Regions from separate parts of the Pan troglodytes genome. Here all the other regions are linked to region 2. The links are chromatin contacts, called in public Hi-C and HiChIP or PLAC-seq maps. All regions are on one chromosome and are shown on one strand. Each heading gives the region's core, a stretch centred on a gene start, on an enhancer-like site or on the middle of the called end of the contact. The rest is flanking DNA. Distances are from core to core; before and after follow the strand shown. Region 1 holds the start of LAMTOR1 (late endosomal/lysosomal adaptor, MAPK and MTOR activator 1). Region 2 holds the start of CLPB (ClpB family mitochondrial disaggregase). Region 3 overlaps NUMA1 (nuclear mitotic apparatus protein 1).

Region 1 (4,765 bases), core at 915-3,414, 330 kb before region 2:
AAGTGCGAGTGGAGCATGGGTTAGGTTTGTCACATCAAGGTTTGTCTCTGCATTAGTGTAACCCAAGAGGCAGGGTTTCACTGTCTACCTTAGCACAGACATAGCAGCCTGCCCGTGACTGGCCACCTGGTCTAGGGGCATGGCTGAGACAGCTTGGCCCCATGGATAAAGTACATGGCCTAGCGTCAGAACACCTGGGCATTAGCACTTCTCAGCTTGGCCAAATCACTTAGCTTCTCTGAACTTCTTCCTCACCTTTAAATAGACATAACCCACACTAATATGACGGATGTCTGGCAAGAGTCAAATTAGATAACTGTGAAGGCCCTTTGTAAACTGTAACGTGTTGTATATTTTTTATTATGATAAAGAGACAGAGATGAGAGTCGGAGAGGGGCCTGCCCAAGAACTCAAAGAGGGACTGTGGGATGGTGGATGGTTATGGCCCTTGCTACATGAGGCCTCAAATCACCCAGCAGTGATTAAGCACCTTCTCTGGGTGTTAGGAACAGAAATGAGAGCCCCCCAAGGAGAAGGTAGAGATTCAGGAGAGCAGCAGGCCCAGCTCTCCCTTCCAAGTAGAAGCTTGTATCCTTTCTCATACGGCATTAATCCTTCTTGACTCATTCCCTGCAAGAGTCCATATTATGCTTTAAGGGACAATTTCCCACTAGGCCACAGCTCTCCCAGTAGGCAGGGTTATTGTTGTCTCTTTCTCAAAAAGGTGGAAGTGAAGTGAGAGGTATTAGGCACGACACATGCCTAACACAGGGCAAAGGAAATATGTGTTCATTGGGTGTATGGAGAATTGAGAACCAGAAGCCACCCTTGCTTCCCATACAAACGACATTTTCCTAGGCTTAAACTCTTAATCCAAAATACGTTCACTGAAGAACGAACTACTTCCCAAGTACCAGTGATATAATCTATTTTTGTGACCATCTTCCCCATTAGACCGTGAGCTACCTGAAACCTTTCTACTCTCTGAGGTCTACTATATGTTCAAATGTAGAATCCGGGCTTAGAGACGATCAAAAAAAGAGAGTAGACAGCAACTTGAGACTTCATCCTTGAATGTCAGGCCAGGCAGGGCAGGGATTAGAGTGTGGGGAGAAGTGAGAATGCACTAAGAGGAAGAGGGAGAATTTAAAACTGTACAGGTCTCCCCAGCCTAACCCTTTCTCCAAAGGGATCAGATCTACAGCCAAATTCTCAGAATAGGCATGTCTCCAGCTAAAGGAACCCTCAGGCCCCAGGCAGACTGCACTGAGGCAAGCCAAACTCAGAACCAAATGAACTTCCCGCTCCATTTCTCTTTTCCCACAATCTAGCCAAAGCTAAATCCTCTTTGTTGCTTCCCAATTTCCCACATGTCCCGATGTCCTCACTGTATCGATTAAATCCTTCATTGGCCAATTCAAAGGCCACCAAGTTCCAGAGTCGTCCTCTGGCCCTAGACTAGCAGCGACCTTCCTTCTGCAACCCCAGGGACTAAGACGATACACGAATTCCTGATTCATCTCAGGAAAGACTAACTCAGGGCGTCAGCTTACCCACCCCTAAAATGGATTCGCAAAGCCCACTAATACACAGAAGACACAGGAAGCTGGGGAAGGGAGTGTTTCCCGGGGACCTAGAATGAGGATCCTTGAATCTGAAAAGTTTTGAAGGTAGGAGCAAACGGAAGTGGTGGGAGCGAGCCGGACAGGCGGCTGCCTGCACACCCCGAGGCGGGGACTGTGTAGAAATCTGGGGCTTTAACAGGGGTAGGAGCCCGGCTTGGCGTCTCCTCTGTAATCTGTCCCCTCCAGGCCTCCGTATTCAGTGAGCCCTGCAGTCCGCCTGCCCGTCCTCCGCAGGTTACTTTCTGGGCCCCATGCCCCAGTGTCTTAGCCCTCATTCCCGAGCCCCGCCTGCCGCGGCCGCACCTGGTCCGAGTCCTCGTTCTCGCTGCTGTAGCAGCACCCCATGGCCGGGGTCGGGCCGGGCGCTCAGGCCGCGCCGAGGAGGGACGGCGTCCGTCAGGAGCCCTTCCGGTCACATGACCCGCGGCGGCCTCCCGCAGGCAACCACCCGCCCCCACCCCCCGTATCCCCTGTCCCGGAGCCGCTTGGCCGCCTCAGTCAATACCCCGGCTTCCGGTCCCGCCCGCTAGCGCGTGATCGTTGTCAACCAATGGGAAGGCGTAACCGGACACGCAAGCACGTGATGCGGGGAAAGGGCGGGGCGGATCACATGACTTCATCTTTCCAGTCTCTAAACTGGCAGTAGTGGCCGTCGTGAATTGTGTTATGCGTTCTCGTGGCCACTAGGCCACTTTTCTGGGCCATTGAGCGAACTCGTACCAAATGCCCTCGTATGCCCTTGTGATATACTCTTCTAAATGACATGCGAGGGGCGACTGGGATCCAGGCCTGATGCTCCAGATCGTACGGTCTGGGTGCACACACAGAGGATCCAGATGACCAGTACCTAGTCGGGGAACACAGAGGGTGTATCGCCCAGCTGGGCTGGGGGTGAATACACAGAGGGTGTATTCTCCACCTGGGCTGGGGATCTGCGACTTACAGGAAGAAGGGACCTTATACTACCCTCACATGCTGACGCGCAGCAGAGATAAATCCTGGTAGAGGAGATAGAAGCCACCTCACTGACCTCTCTGCTTTCAGGCTTTTATCTTTAATTCTGCCTTTTTTAACAGCACCCATTGTAATCGAACGCACAAAGCTGACCATCAGTTCTCTTTTCCTAACCCCCGCTCCATGTCTTCCCTTGGGCCCTGAACACAGGTCCAAGTCCGTCCATTTGTTGTTCATGAGCGTGTGATTGGGTGTTCACCAGCATGTGTCAAATGTGCCACCCTCAAATCTTGTTTTGGCACATTACCTGTCTGGCATAACAAAGTCATGCAGAGCCTGACACCTCTCCCACTGCATGTTCTGGGGTGAAGGGTGGAGGGGTGAGCAATGTGTTTCACTGGACATAGAGAAATAATGTAGTTTCCTGATTGATCTACTGGACTTTGCACATGCAGCCTGGTCTGCCTACTGTCTTCGAGACTCAGTACAATGTCCTCCTGATTACCTTCTCTGACTCCATTCTCTGGACATGCCCAGCTCGCTATGCTTAATCCTCATCCAGTGTTAATTCATGCATTTATTGAATCAACAAATATTTGCTGAGCGTCTACTATGTGCCACACATTGTTATATCTGGATATGCAGCAGTTCACAAAACAGCCAAAGTCCCTGTAGTCATGGAACATCCAATAGTGATCACACTATATTGTATTCTCTGTTCCTGGGTCAGTCTCACCTACCAAACTTGGGAGTTCCTGGAGCACAGTGACAGGTTCTGACTCTTACCTGTAGCCCAAGGCATGGCCTTGCTTACAGAAAACTTGCATATCAATGAGTATGTTACAGTCACCCCATCACCTTGGCTCACCCCATGCCCCATCTTCTGATCCAAGGTATTGGAGAAGTCACCAGATCTCATACCTCTTATAACCCCTCAAATCAAGACCCTGAGGTTCTGTAAATCTTGAGGTTCCTGAAGGGTAGGAGGCAGCTCAAGCTCGTCCCTGGGGCTGGTAACTTGAACTGCAGGTCTCAGGTGACAGCAGCAGCCTCAGCATGAATAATTGAAAGCCATTCCAGCCTCCTGCCTCAGGGTTATCCCCCACAGCAGGCCCTGGACTCCCCCACCTGTCCTGTGCTCTGGTCCTCCAGCCCAGGTAAGCAGGGCCCTGGATTGTGGGTTCCCAAGCACACCAGTTCAAGCCCACCGCATCACTCACCTATTCACACCCATCCATACACTCTTTCATTTTTACTCCCCGCCATCACCAGGGGCCTTGCAAGAAGGCCGGCAAGGAGGTCAGATCTGGATGAGGAAGAGAATGGTCCAGGACATGGGAGGAGAGGCCCATTCCCCATAGGTCCCTGGAGAGAAGAGCTGAGTAGAGGGAAAATGTGTGCTGTGTGTTATGTGTATGTACACATTTGTGAAGGGAATTCTGAGACAGCACAGGAGAAGAGGGGAATACAGCGGAGAGGAGATGGGGCTGGAGAATTATTAAAGAATCAAAGACTCCTCCCATCCTCAGGGAAGAGCAGGCAGAGGGAGAGTCCTGGGGTGGGAAAGAGGACATCTCACTCTAACACCCTATGGGGTATTTTGATTGCATTTTACTGAGGCAGGGCACAGTGATAGTGAAGGTGTTTTTGACTGCAAATCTATGCTCTTTTGCTACACAGCAGTGGTCAGAGGAGACCAGGCAGGCAGAGGGTAGGGTTGGGGGAAGATATCCCAGAGGTGAATTAGTGAAAGGGGTCCTGAAGAAGGGGTGACTTCAAGGATAAAGAGAAACAAGTCAGGGGAACAATGTGAAGATGGGACCAGGGGTTGGGACCGGGAAGAGGTGGTTTGGGGCTGGGTGCTGAAAGTAGACAGTATAGAGTCCTTGAAAGTACACAGGCTTGGAATCACAGTAACCTGGATTCAAATCCCAGTTCTGCTCTGTGACTCTGGACAAAAGACTTAGCCTTTCTGAGCCGTGGTTTGTGAAATATAAGGATAATAATTGCTACTGGCAAAAGCTACACAAATAGGCAAATTGTGGGTATGGGATTCCCTCCCTACCTCCCTCCACCCCAGGGCCCAGGTAGGGACCATGTCCCCTGCCATTGCATTGGCCTTCCTGCCACTGGTGGTAACATTGCTGGTGCGGTACCGGCACTACTTCCGATTGCTGGTGCGCACG
Region 2 (5,076 bases), core at 460-2,959:
CTCTCAGCTGCTGCTTAGCTCCACGGATCCAAATGAGATGCTAATCGGGATCAGCCAGTCCCCCAGCAGTTGCCCTTGGGCCTCCAGGAATCCACCTTCCTTCTCCTGCCAACTATCCCACATGGCAAGATCACCTCACAGCATGTGAGACCAGACACAGCAAAATCCTGAGACTGACAGACTCAGGCCGCTGAACTCCAAAAAGAGTCAAAATAACAGTACTGTAAAAATGTTGGGAAACTATCCTTCACTATATAAATAAAGAAATTGGTCAGACGCGGTGGCTCACGCCTGTAATCCCAGTACTTTGGGAGGCCGAGGCGGGTGGATCAGGAGGTCAAGAGATCGAGACCATCCTGACCAACAACTAAAAATACAAAAATTAGCTGGGTGTGATGGCCCGCACCTGTAGTCCCAGCTACTTGGGAGGCTAAGGCAGGAGAATAGCTTGAACCCGGGAGGCGGAGGTTGCAGTGGGCCGAGATTGCGCCACTGCACTCCAGCTTGGCGATAGAGCAAGACTCCATCTCAGAAATAAATAAATAAATAAATAAATAAATAAATAAATAAATAAATAAATAGATAGATAGATAGATAGATAGATAGATAGAGGTCAAGCTGGCATTAGAACCGAGTCAGGTTGTTCCTGACTCTGGCACCTTTGGTGGCGGGGGGTAGGGGGGAGCGGTTTGGCAACTTCTCTAAACCATCTGGCGGTTGCCCTTAAAACACCCCATAATTTCCGTTTCCTGGAGATCTCAGGAAAGAGGAATTGGACCAGGCAGAATATGAGAAACATAAGGGGTCCATGCTATAATATTAGATGTTTAGTCCAATATCCCCATTGTACAGATGGATAAAATGATGCCCAGAGAGAGGAAGCGGATCTATGATACGAGATTATACAACTCCGAGGTGATGAGATCTCTAGGGCAACACCCTGCCCCTGTAACCAGATGATGTCTGAGTCCCTCCAAGACTTAGGTTCTAAGGATCTAAACCTATAAGTACCTCCCACCCTCCTAAGATACGAAGTTAGGACAATCTTCCCGCCTCTCCCTTCCTCAAACCCAGATCTCATAATCACCCTTGTTGGACGGACTCTTGCTGTAGCAATGAACCACCAGCGCTGCGGCCAGGGCGCACATGCCCAGTCCGGCCCTGCTGGGGACCCCGTTCCAGCTGTCCTGTCCTGGGAGTGTTTCTTCGGGGCCAGGAAGGCTTCCCCAAGTGGCAGCCGCGAGGCATTTGGTATCGAAGCGTCCTCCCTGGCGCCCCCCGGTGGCTGCCCCACGTCCGGAGAACAAGGCCGTTGATGTTCCAGGGCGCCCCCCGGTGGCTACCCTCAGCCACTGCGGCTCCCCGAAACTCCCAGTAGTCACATTCCGGCCGGAAGCACCTCCATGGCCCCGGAGCGTTGGGGACCTGAGCAGCCGGAGGAGTAGCCGTGGCGCCAGTGCTTTTCTCCTCAACACCAGGGACCCCAGCATCTTGACAGCTGCTTCGATAACCCCGTGGTGCCGGCCCCTGTGCTGACCACGTCCAACATGGCTGCCGCGGCGCGTTCGAAGACGCCGCGAACAGGGTGGAGTTGCGCACTACCTCACGGGAGAGGTAGTCCACAGCCCTAAGCCTTTCCCCAGCTGGAGAATAAATAAACTACGTTTCCCAGAAGGCTGTGGGATTGCGTCACAATGACTGCGGGATTATAGGAGCCCGAGGCATATTGGGAAATAGAGTTCGGGTCAAGGGGCGTGGCGATTAGAGTTAAAGATTAGAATCCCAAGACTTCTTTCCTAGTTTAGTTGAAGCACACGACACACTTTTTTTTTTTTTTTTTTTTTTTGAGACGGAGTCTCGCTCTGTCTCACAGGCCGGAGTGCCGTGGCGCGATCTCGGCTCACTGCAACCTTCGTCTCTTGTGTTCAAGCAATTCTCCTACCTCAGTCTCCCGAGTAGCTGGGATTACAGACGCCCGCCACCATGCCCAGCTAATTTTTTTATTTTTAGTGGAAACGGGGTTTCCCCACGTTGGCCAGGCTGGTCTCTAACTCCTGACCTCAGGCGATCCGCCCGCCTCGGCCTCCCAAAATGCTGGGGTTACAAGCGTGAGCCACCGCGCCCGGCCCACAATTTTTGACTGGTGTAAATTACCCAAGAATCTTCAGCAGAGGCATATTATGAAACTTATGCTTATTTAGTTTAGCCTATCTCTTTTTTCAGCCTGGGCGGCCTTTCAAAAAGATGTTTAGGGTAACTACTGCACCTGAGATAGGAATACATTTTATTTGAAGAGTTGACTTCCGGTCTTTTTTTTTTTTTTTGAGACAGAGTCTCACTCTGCCGCCCAAACTGGAGTGCAGTGGCGCCATCTCGGCTCACTGCAACCTCCGTCTCCCTGGTCCAAGCGATTTTCCCACCTCAGCCTACCGAGTAGCTGGGATTACAGGCACGCACCACCACGCTTGGCTAATTTTTGTATTTTTAGTAGTAGAGACGGGGTTTCACCATGTTGGCCAGGCTGGTCTCCAACTCCTGACCTCAAGCGACCCACCTGCCTCAGCCTCCCTAAGTACTGGGATTACTGGCGTGAGCCACTGCGCCTGGCCCTGATTGTGTTATTTTTAAAGGGCTTTCAAGTGGGTCATCTCATCTGATCCTCATGGCAGCTGTGTGTGAGAAGCTGGGCAAGAACTGTTATTCCCGTCTACAGCGAAGGGAATTGAGGCTCAAAGGTGAAAAGATTTGCCAGTAAATCACCTGGAGTAAAGTAATGCTCAGGTCTTCTGATTTTGAGCATATAGTTTCCATTAACACCTGCACTCCCATCCCGCCCCCTCTTTTCCAAACTGAACCCATAGGTAGGCAAAGGAGGAAGTTCTTCTTTGTGCCAGTTCTGTTTCTTCCAAGTCTTGTAGGTCTGCTCAGACTTCACATGATCAGAGTCTTCCCTGACCATTCTGGTTAAAATAGTAATCCTACGCACCCCATCCTAATTTTCCTTCACAGCATTTATCACCATCTGACATACTACATTTTTATTGTCTTTCTCCACTACAGCATGAGCCCCATGAGACAAGGACTTTGTTTTTTCACTTTTATATCACTAGCACTCAGAACAATGTCTGGAACAAAAGAGGCACTCAGTTTTTTTATTTTTATGTATTTATTTATTTATTGAAGCAGAGTCTTGCTCTGTCGCCCAGGCTGCAGTGCAGTGGCACGATCTCAGCTCACTGCAAGCTCAGCCTCCTGGGTTCACGCCATTCTTCTGCCTCAGCCTCCCGAGTAGCTGGGACTACAGGCTCCCGCCACCATGCTCGGCTAATTTTTTTGTATTTTTAGTAGAGACGGGGTTTCACTGTATTAGTCAGGATGGTCTCGATCTCCTGACCTCGTGATCCACCTGCCTCGGCCTCCTAAAGTGCTGGGATTACAGGTGTGAGCCACCGCGCCCGGCCTGAGGCACTCAAATATTTTTTTCAGTGAATGGATTACTCTCACCTTATTAGTGTTGGAGAGTACTTGAGCTTTGGCATTCAGGCAGACGTGGATTTTAATTTTGACTCTTGCATTTATATGGGTGACCTTGGACAAACTCCCTTTACCTCTCTGGTAGTTAATTACTCATTGTTGAAGATATCAATTCCTGCCTTCAAGATGATTGCTTGTATTAATTAAGATAATATGTAGAAAGCCCCTAACACTGTCCCTGGCTCACAGTAGGTCTTCAAGAAATGGTAGCTATCATTGTATATTCTCTGCTCTGTGTATTCTACACTTCCTCCAGGCAAAGATGGAACTTCTCATTTCCACATCCGTTAGTAAGACAGGAATGAATGAACGACTTTTTTGGTTTTTTTTTTGAGACAGGGTCACGCTCTGTTACACAGGCTGGAGTACAGTTGTTACTGCAACCTGAAACCTCCTGGGCTCAAGGGATCATCCCACCACCTCAGCCTCCTGAGTAGCTGGGACCACAGCTGGCACCACTACACCTAGCTAATTTTTTGTTGTTGTTATTATTATTATTATTATTATTATTATTATTATTTGGGTAGAGACTAGGTCTCGCTATGATGCCCAAGCTGGTCTGAACTCCTGGGCTCAAGCAGTCCTCCTGCCTCAGCCTCCTAAAGTGCTGGGATTACAGGAGTGAGCCACTGCGCCTGGCTTTAATAACTTTTTTTTTTTTTTGAGATGGAGTTTTGCTCTTGTTGCCCAGGCTTGAGTGCAATGGCGCGATCTTGACTCACCGCAACCTCCGCCTCCCAGGTTCAAGCGCTTTTCTTGCCTCAGCCTCCCGAGTAGCTAGGATTACAGGCATGTGTCACCACACCTGGCTAATTTTTTTTGTATTTTTAGTAGAGACGGGGTTTTACATGTTGGTCAGGCTGGTCTCAGACTCCCAACCTCAGATGATCCACCCGCCTTGGCCTCCCAGAGTGCTGGGATTACAGGCGTGAGCCACCGTGCCCAGCCTTGAATAACTATTTTTAAATCATTTTTAAAGCACTCAATAATGAAAGCATTTTGACCTTTCTGTTTTGAGAGATTTTCAGCACATATTATTTTGTTAACCACCCCATTCACTATAGCAACTTCACCTTCCCTGTATTCTTGAAACATTTCTGTCTCCCAACTTAGGGTGGTCACGGCAGGAAGAGCAGTCTCCGAAAGCTCCCATTAGCAGATGCAGAGTTCAAACCCTCTCACTGCAGACACATCCCAGGGCCCTTCAGTTTACTTAGCAATGCATAATTTTCAAAGCACTTCCCCATTGATTTTCTTATTTTATTTTCACAGATACCATCTGCGAGGGGTTCAAGGAAGGGTTTAATTACTATCAGTATTTGGTAGGGATACTGAAAAGCTTAAATTATCAATCTCTGAGTGGGGGATGTAGTGAGGAAGTATGGAAACACCCATTAGGGTCGTGTGTGCTTGCTCACGTGCCTATAATCCCAACACTTGGGGCAGGAGTTTGAGACCAGCCTGGGCAACATGGTGAGATCACAGTCTCTGCAAAAAATAAAAAATTAGCCAGGCATGGGGGTGTACACCTGTAGTTCTAGC
Region 3 (4,888 bases), core at 1,448-3,947, 410 kb before region 2:
TACACTGTACAAAAAGCTGAGCACCAAGATTCCTGCATGGCTCAATTCCTGGACTCATGGAACCCTGGGTGTGAAGCTTTAAGTACCCTCTATAGGCCAGCACCCAGAAAGAGCAGAGGGAATGACTTAAGACTGAGCTATAATAAAAATATGGTGATAGCCGAGTGAGACCTGATTTCTGCCAGGTCTCTACCGAGGCCCACAGTAATGGTCTAGTAAACCATTGTTTGTTTCATAATCTCTGTCATAAGATCATGGGCTCCTAGAATCCTTGGGCTAAATTAGCCTCTGTCTCAAGACAGGTTGCTGCCTGGTTCTACCTCCAACGTACTAGAGCCCCAGAAATAAAGCACCCATCATCTCCCCTTGGGTTAAGAGAAGGCCCTGCAGGGTCCCTCAGGTACCATCACCCCAACCCTGCCCTGCCTCCCCAGTCTGGTATTCCATAGGTACCTTCGCCAGTTCCAGCTCTGATCCCTCTAGCACCTTCTGTGCAGATACCAGGCATTCTGGGGAAGAGGGATGTTTTCGATTTTCTGCAATGACAACAACGTAGAAAACAGGGTGAACTTCCTGGAAACCATACCTGAGATCCCAGAACACTGAAATCTGGGGAGCAGAATGGCTATCTCTAGTGGGGCTATGAGATGTAGGGCTCCTTACTCCTATGGCCTCTTTCCCCTGCCTTACAATTTTCCATCTGAAGTCAGTTCTATCCTGGGTCAATCCAAGGGCTACAGGGATAATGGAAGAAGAAAGCAGCCTCGGAATTCACAGCAACTCTGGGTCATGATGTTGCACTCTCCCAACCACTCACCAACTCTCAGCACCACAGAGGAAGAGCCCAGAGATGCCAGGTCACTTTAGAATCCTGTTCCAACTGAGGTCACAGAGGAAACCTATAGCTGAGTCAGAAGAGGACAACTAGGGATACGTGACTCTTACACTGCCCGAGGGTCTGGGCTCAATTACTATCACCTAACTTTATCTAAATATAGCCTCACCTTTCCTATAATTCTCTAGGGGTGGAGATGGCAGCTAGCTCCCCATGTCAAAGACGAGGACTGTGTGGTCTAAGGCTGGACAAGGGGAGGGGAACTGAAAAGCACTGTACTAGAAGCTTTGCATGTGTTCTTATTTAATCCACCCATCCACTTGAAGAGCAGTTATCATCTCCATATTACAGATAGGGAACCTATGTCCAGAAAGGTCACACAAGCAGTGAGGGGGGTCAAGATCAACCTTAATGTGCCTCTGCCCCTACACCTATCGCCTAAGCAATTAATTCAAAGTTATCTGGGAAAAACAGTTTTTCTTGCAAGGGAAAGAGACTCATTCTCTCTCTTCTGTCTCCTTGAAGTTGGGGGAAACAGAAACTTAAGGTGCTCAAAGAGTTCAAAGTGACAGGTCCCAAAAAGTAACCTTCTGGCTCCACCTAGATCTCCAAGAAGGGCTCTGGGACTGAAGGGACACTCTTCTTACACCAACTGATGAAGGCATCACAAGACCCAGGGGATCTGAACCAGCTGTTTTCATCTTTGTGTTAAAGAGTGGGGAGCCTTGAAATTTTTCTCCTCCAGACACCCATGAACTAGTTCCTCTGGACTCTCCAATCCCACGAGCTGAGGAAGCAGCTTCTTCATAGCTGGATAAGAAAGGTGCTTACTCTGCAGAAAACTGCACACAAAGTCCAGTCTCTCTGACACCGGCTGCTTCAAGATTTGCTGTCCCTCTTCAGTGCCATGGCTAGAAAAAGAGCAAGTATTAGGAACAGAGTATTCAGCAATCTTTGCCTCCTTGCTGCTGCATTTCATACTACCTCCCCATTCCTTCCAGTCTTGATCTCTGCTGGATCTGGAAGAGATCCAGATCAGATCCTGGAGGCAGGTGACAGATACCAGGACACCATTTATCCAGATGGAACTGTGTGGTGGGTGGGAAGAGGGGACTTGAGGCATGGGGTTCTTCTGGAAAAGATGGCACTCTGCCATCCTATTTGCAAACATAAAAAAGCTCTGTGGAAAGGGGCCGAGAGGAGATGGAGGCAGCACAGATGAACGGGAAGCTATATTACACCATCTGGAATGGCTCAACTCTAAACTGTCAGGAAGCCTGGAGAACACACCTAGGTTAAGAGTGAGAGAAGACCATGGGGAGGGAAAAACATCCAAGAACTGAAAGAACAGGAGGAAACAAGGCTCTGAAGTGACAGGGTGAAGTTCCCCCACTAGGCTGAAGGCTGAGATGGCAAAAGCCTCCCAGAGGAGGATCCCAGGGACTAGAGTGTTGTTTGTTTGTTTGTTTGTTTGTTTGTTTGTTTGAGACAGAATCTCGCTCTGTTGCCCAGGCTGGAGTGCAGTGGCACGATCTCGGCTCACTATAACCTCTGACTCCTGGGTTCAAGCAATCCTCCTGCCTCAGCCTCCCAAGTAGCTGGGATTACAGGCATGGACCACCACGCCCGGCTAATTTTTGTATTTTTAGTAGAGATGGGGTTTCGCCATGTTGGCCAGGCTGGTCTCAAACTCCTGACCTCCACCCACCTCAGCCTCTCAAAGTGCTGGGATTACAGGCTGGAGCCACTGCGCCCAGCTAGGACTAGTATTCTTGATTAGTGGTTCTTGTCTGTACTTGCTTAACTGGAAGAGCGGGCAGTGTGAAGAGAGCCATGAGGACAGGGAGACAGCAGGGGGAGCTCTCACACAGCCCAGGAGGATGAGGCAGGAGAACTGCTTCAACCCAAGCGACAGAGATTACAGTGAGCTGAGATCATGCCACTGCACTCCAGCCTGGGCGACCCAGCGAGATTCTGTCTCCAAAAAAAAAAAGAATACTAGTCCCTGGGATCCTGCTCTGGGAGGCTTTTGCCATCTCAGCCTTCAACCTAGTGGGGGAACTTCGCTGGATCCCCTAGCTAACTGCAGTTCCATTTTCAGAAGCAGCAGGTGAAATACCACTTCAAGTTAGAAAGCTGAATTCTCTAGGCTACAGTGGGAGATCCTGATTAGTGGGCCCCTTGCTTCTCAGAATCTAAACTCCTAGTTCTTAGCGAACTTTCTGGAGGGCAGGGCAGGCCCAGAACCTTCCAATGCCAGAGACATCCTGCAAGCATAAGCATCATCCAAGCCAAGACTATGAGTGTACCTCCCCCCATACCCCATGTGATTACACAGGCTTCTTCCAAATGAATCCCCCCCAGAGGCACTCTGTCTGGATAGTTGGTCTGAGATCAGAGACTCCTACAAAGTCTTGAGGAGATGCTAATCTCTTACAGACTCCCAAATGAGCCATTTTCCCTACCCACCCACAATCTGGAATGTTGTGACTCCTTGGCTTAGTGTAGAGCAATATTTACCTCTGAGTATTCCATTAACTAAAATAAAAAGAGGTTCTCAGGTGAAATGTTTAAGAAATGCTGGGTTAAACTGAACATTTTTTATAGAAGAAGATACAACATGCATTATTTCCTAAACCTATTTGACCACAAAACCCTTTTCCCCCACCCCCCACAAAGCCTGGTTTAAGTAAAGCTGCATGGAGCATACTTTGGACAACAGTAGTCCTAGAGAAATCCAGCCCATCCTTTAAGACTGTGTTGAAGTCTCATCTCTGTCAGGAAGCCATCCACAACTCCTGCCAGTCATGCCTCGGCTGTCCTCCAGGTCTTCCTGCAGCACTCATGAATGCAACTGCACCATTTACAACTGCCCACTCCAACTGCACTAGCTGAAAGCCAGGAATAAAGTAGGTGCTCAATACATATGGGCTGACTGACAACTGAGGGATGCTTTTTACTGAGAAGAGCAGAAATAAAAGTCAGCAAGACAAAAATGTCAGAACTGTAAGTTTTCTGGCAAAATGCCTCCACTATACTCTGTTATTCAAGCTTCACAACTATCAAACAGACGGGACAGCCTTTTTTGCTTTAGACTATTCACGCACAGAAGAACCGAAAGGGAAACTTGTCAGAGGGGTTGATCCCAGTTAATTTTCCCAGAGAGAAGGCTAAGTGGCCAAGCAATTAAACCCTCAACTCCCACAGCTTATTTTTTTTTTTAATTTTTTAAAGAATTATTTTTCTCAGGGTGCCCCTTGTCCAGTGTGCAGACAGGAGCCACCCAACTCCCACAGCTTCTATCTACCCTCCAACCTTGCCATCCTCTGCTGCCTTCTGCTGAGAACTAGGCTGCTGATTTAGGTTGGCACCAGTAGCGGTATCAGAAATGTAAGAGCCAGAACATATTAACTAAGAACCTCCATTTCCCAAAAGGAAGCTGGTCTGCATTGTCCTGGATCTGAGATGGAGATTAGCATTAACCTGGGATTTCAATATCGCCTACCTCCAAGCCCCACTTCTACTGCAGCCTAGGTTCAGGCAACACCCTAGAAGACAACTTGCAAATGAGCATCTTGAATTTTTGGCCCTTCCTATGAAAATTTCCTACCAGGTTATAAACCTACAGTGGCTAACCCAAGGACAACACACATCCTTACTCTTGGGCACATCTACTGCTCTTGTCACCAGGCCAAGGAAATTTCTCTCTTCAAAAGCAGAAGTTCCTTGATCTATTTTGAAGTCAAAAAAGCATGCTGCCCCATATTGTGTGTTACAATACAAGGCATATTATACCTGGCTGCTTCACTTTTAGTGAGGTTAAAATTAAACAGAGAGTTAGGTATTGCCAGACTAATGGTTTTACCACCCATTAATGTCAGGTGCCTGGATCTATCACTTCCTTAGGGTTTGCAAAATAATGATTTTCAACAGAAGTTGCAAAATGCTGACTTACAGGTGGTACACAACCCCAACTATGAAGTATCCTTGACAAAAAAAAAAAGTGAATCAAGCTTAGATCTAATTATCAGTATATAGGCAACAAGGGGAATA

Evidence for each region. A called contact is a pair of places that touch in the nucleus more often than the background predicts. HiChIP or PLAC-seq counts read pairs in DNA pulled down with a chosen protein or histone mark.
Region 1: a contact with region 2 is called in an H3K4me3 HiChIP or PLAC-seq map of stem cell-derived excitatory neurons, with 13 times the contacts expected there. The contact joins the promoter of LAMTOR1 here to the promoter of CLPB in region 2. A contact is called at or near these places in 1 of 7 Hi-C or Micro-C datasets (stem cell-derived neural progenitor cells) and 1 of 1 datasets of contacts at active chromatin or transcription factors (stem cell-derived excitatory neurons).
Region 3: a contact with region 2 is called in a Hi-C map of stem cell-derived neural progenitor cells, with 5 times the contacts expected there. The contact joins the enhancer-like site here to the promoter of CLPB in region 2. A contact is called at or near these places in 1 of 7 Hi-C or Micro-C datasets (stem cell-derived neural progenitor cells), 1 of 1 datasets of contacts at active chromatin or transcription factors (stem cell-derived excitatory neurons) and 1 of 1 other capture datasets (stem cell-derived neural stem cells).

The regions. Positions count from the first base shown.
Region 1 is chr9:74,136,612-74,141,376 of NHGRI_mPanTro3-v2.0_pri, forward strand. LAMTOR1 (late endosomal/lysosomal adaptor, MAPK and MTOR activator 1) reads right to left here and starts at 2,165. Exons shown (of 5, transcript XM_508619.6): 1 at 1,929-2,165. The coding sequence starts at 1,970. It overlaps LRTOMT (leucine rich transmembrane and O-methyltransferase domain containing), which reads left to right. Exons shown (of 10, transcript NM_001282075.1): 6 at 3,688-3,736. It also overlaps the pseudogene LOC129139503.
Region 2 is chr9:74,469,641-74,474,716 of NHGRI_mPanTro3-v2.0_pri, forward strand. CLPB (ClpB family mitochondrial disaggregase) reads right to left here and starts at 1,710. Exons shown (of 16, transcript XM_003951966.6): 1 at 1,088-1,710. The coding sequence starts at 1,490.
Region 3 is chr9:74,058,199-74,063,086 of NHGRI_mPanTro3-v2.0_pri, forward strand. It overlaps NUMA1 (nuclear mitotic apparatus protein 1), which reads right to left. Exons shown (of 27, transcript XM_063784268.1): 6 at 1,667-1,746; 7 at 454-536. Among named protein-coding and RNA genes, the nearest start is that of IL18BP, 27 kb to the left of the region's middle. Within about 2 kb of position 2,698, at least 6 of the 24 cell types and tissues checked have an H3K27ac peak or open chromatin away from gene starts, as enhancers often do. A contact at or near this core is called in stem cell-derived neural progenitor cells and stem cell-derived neural stem cells, where this site is marked.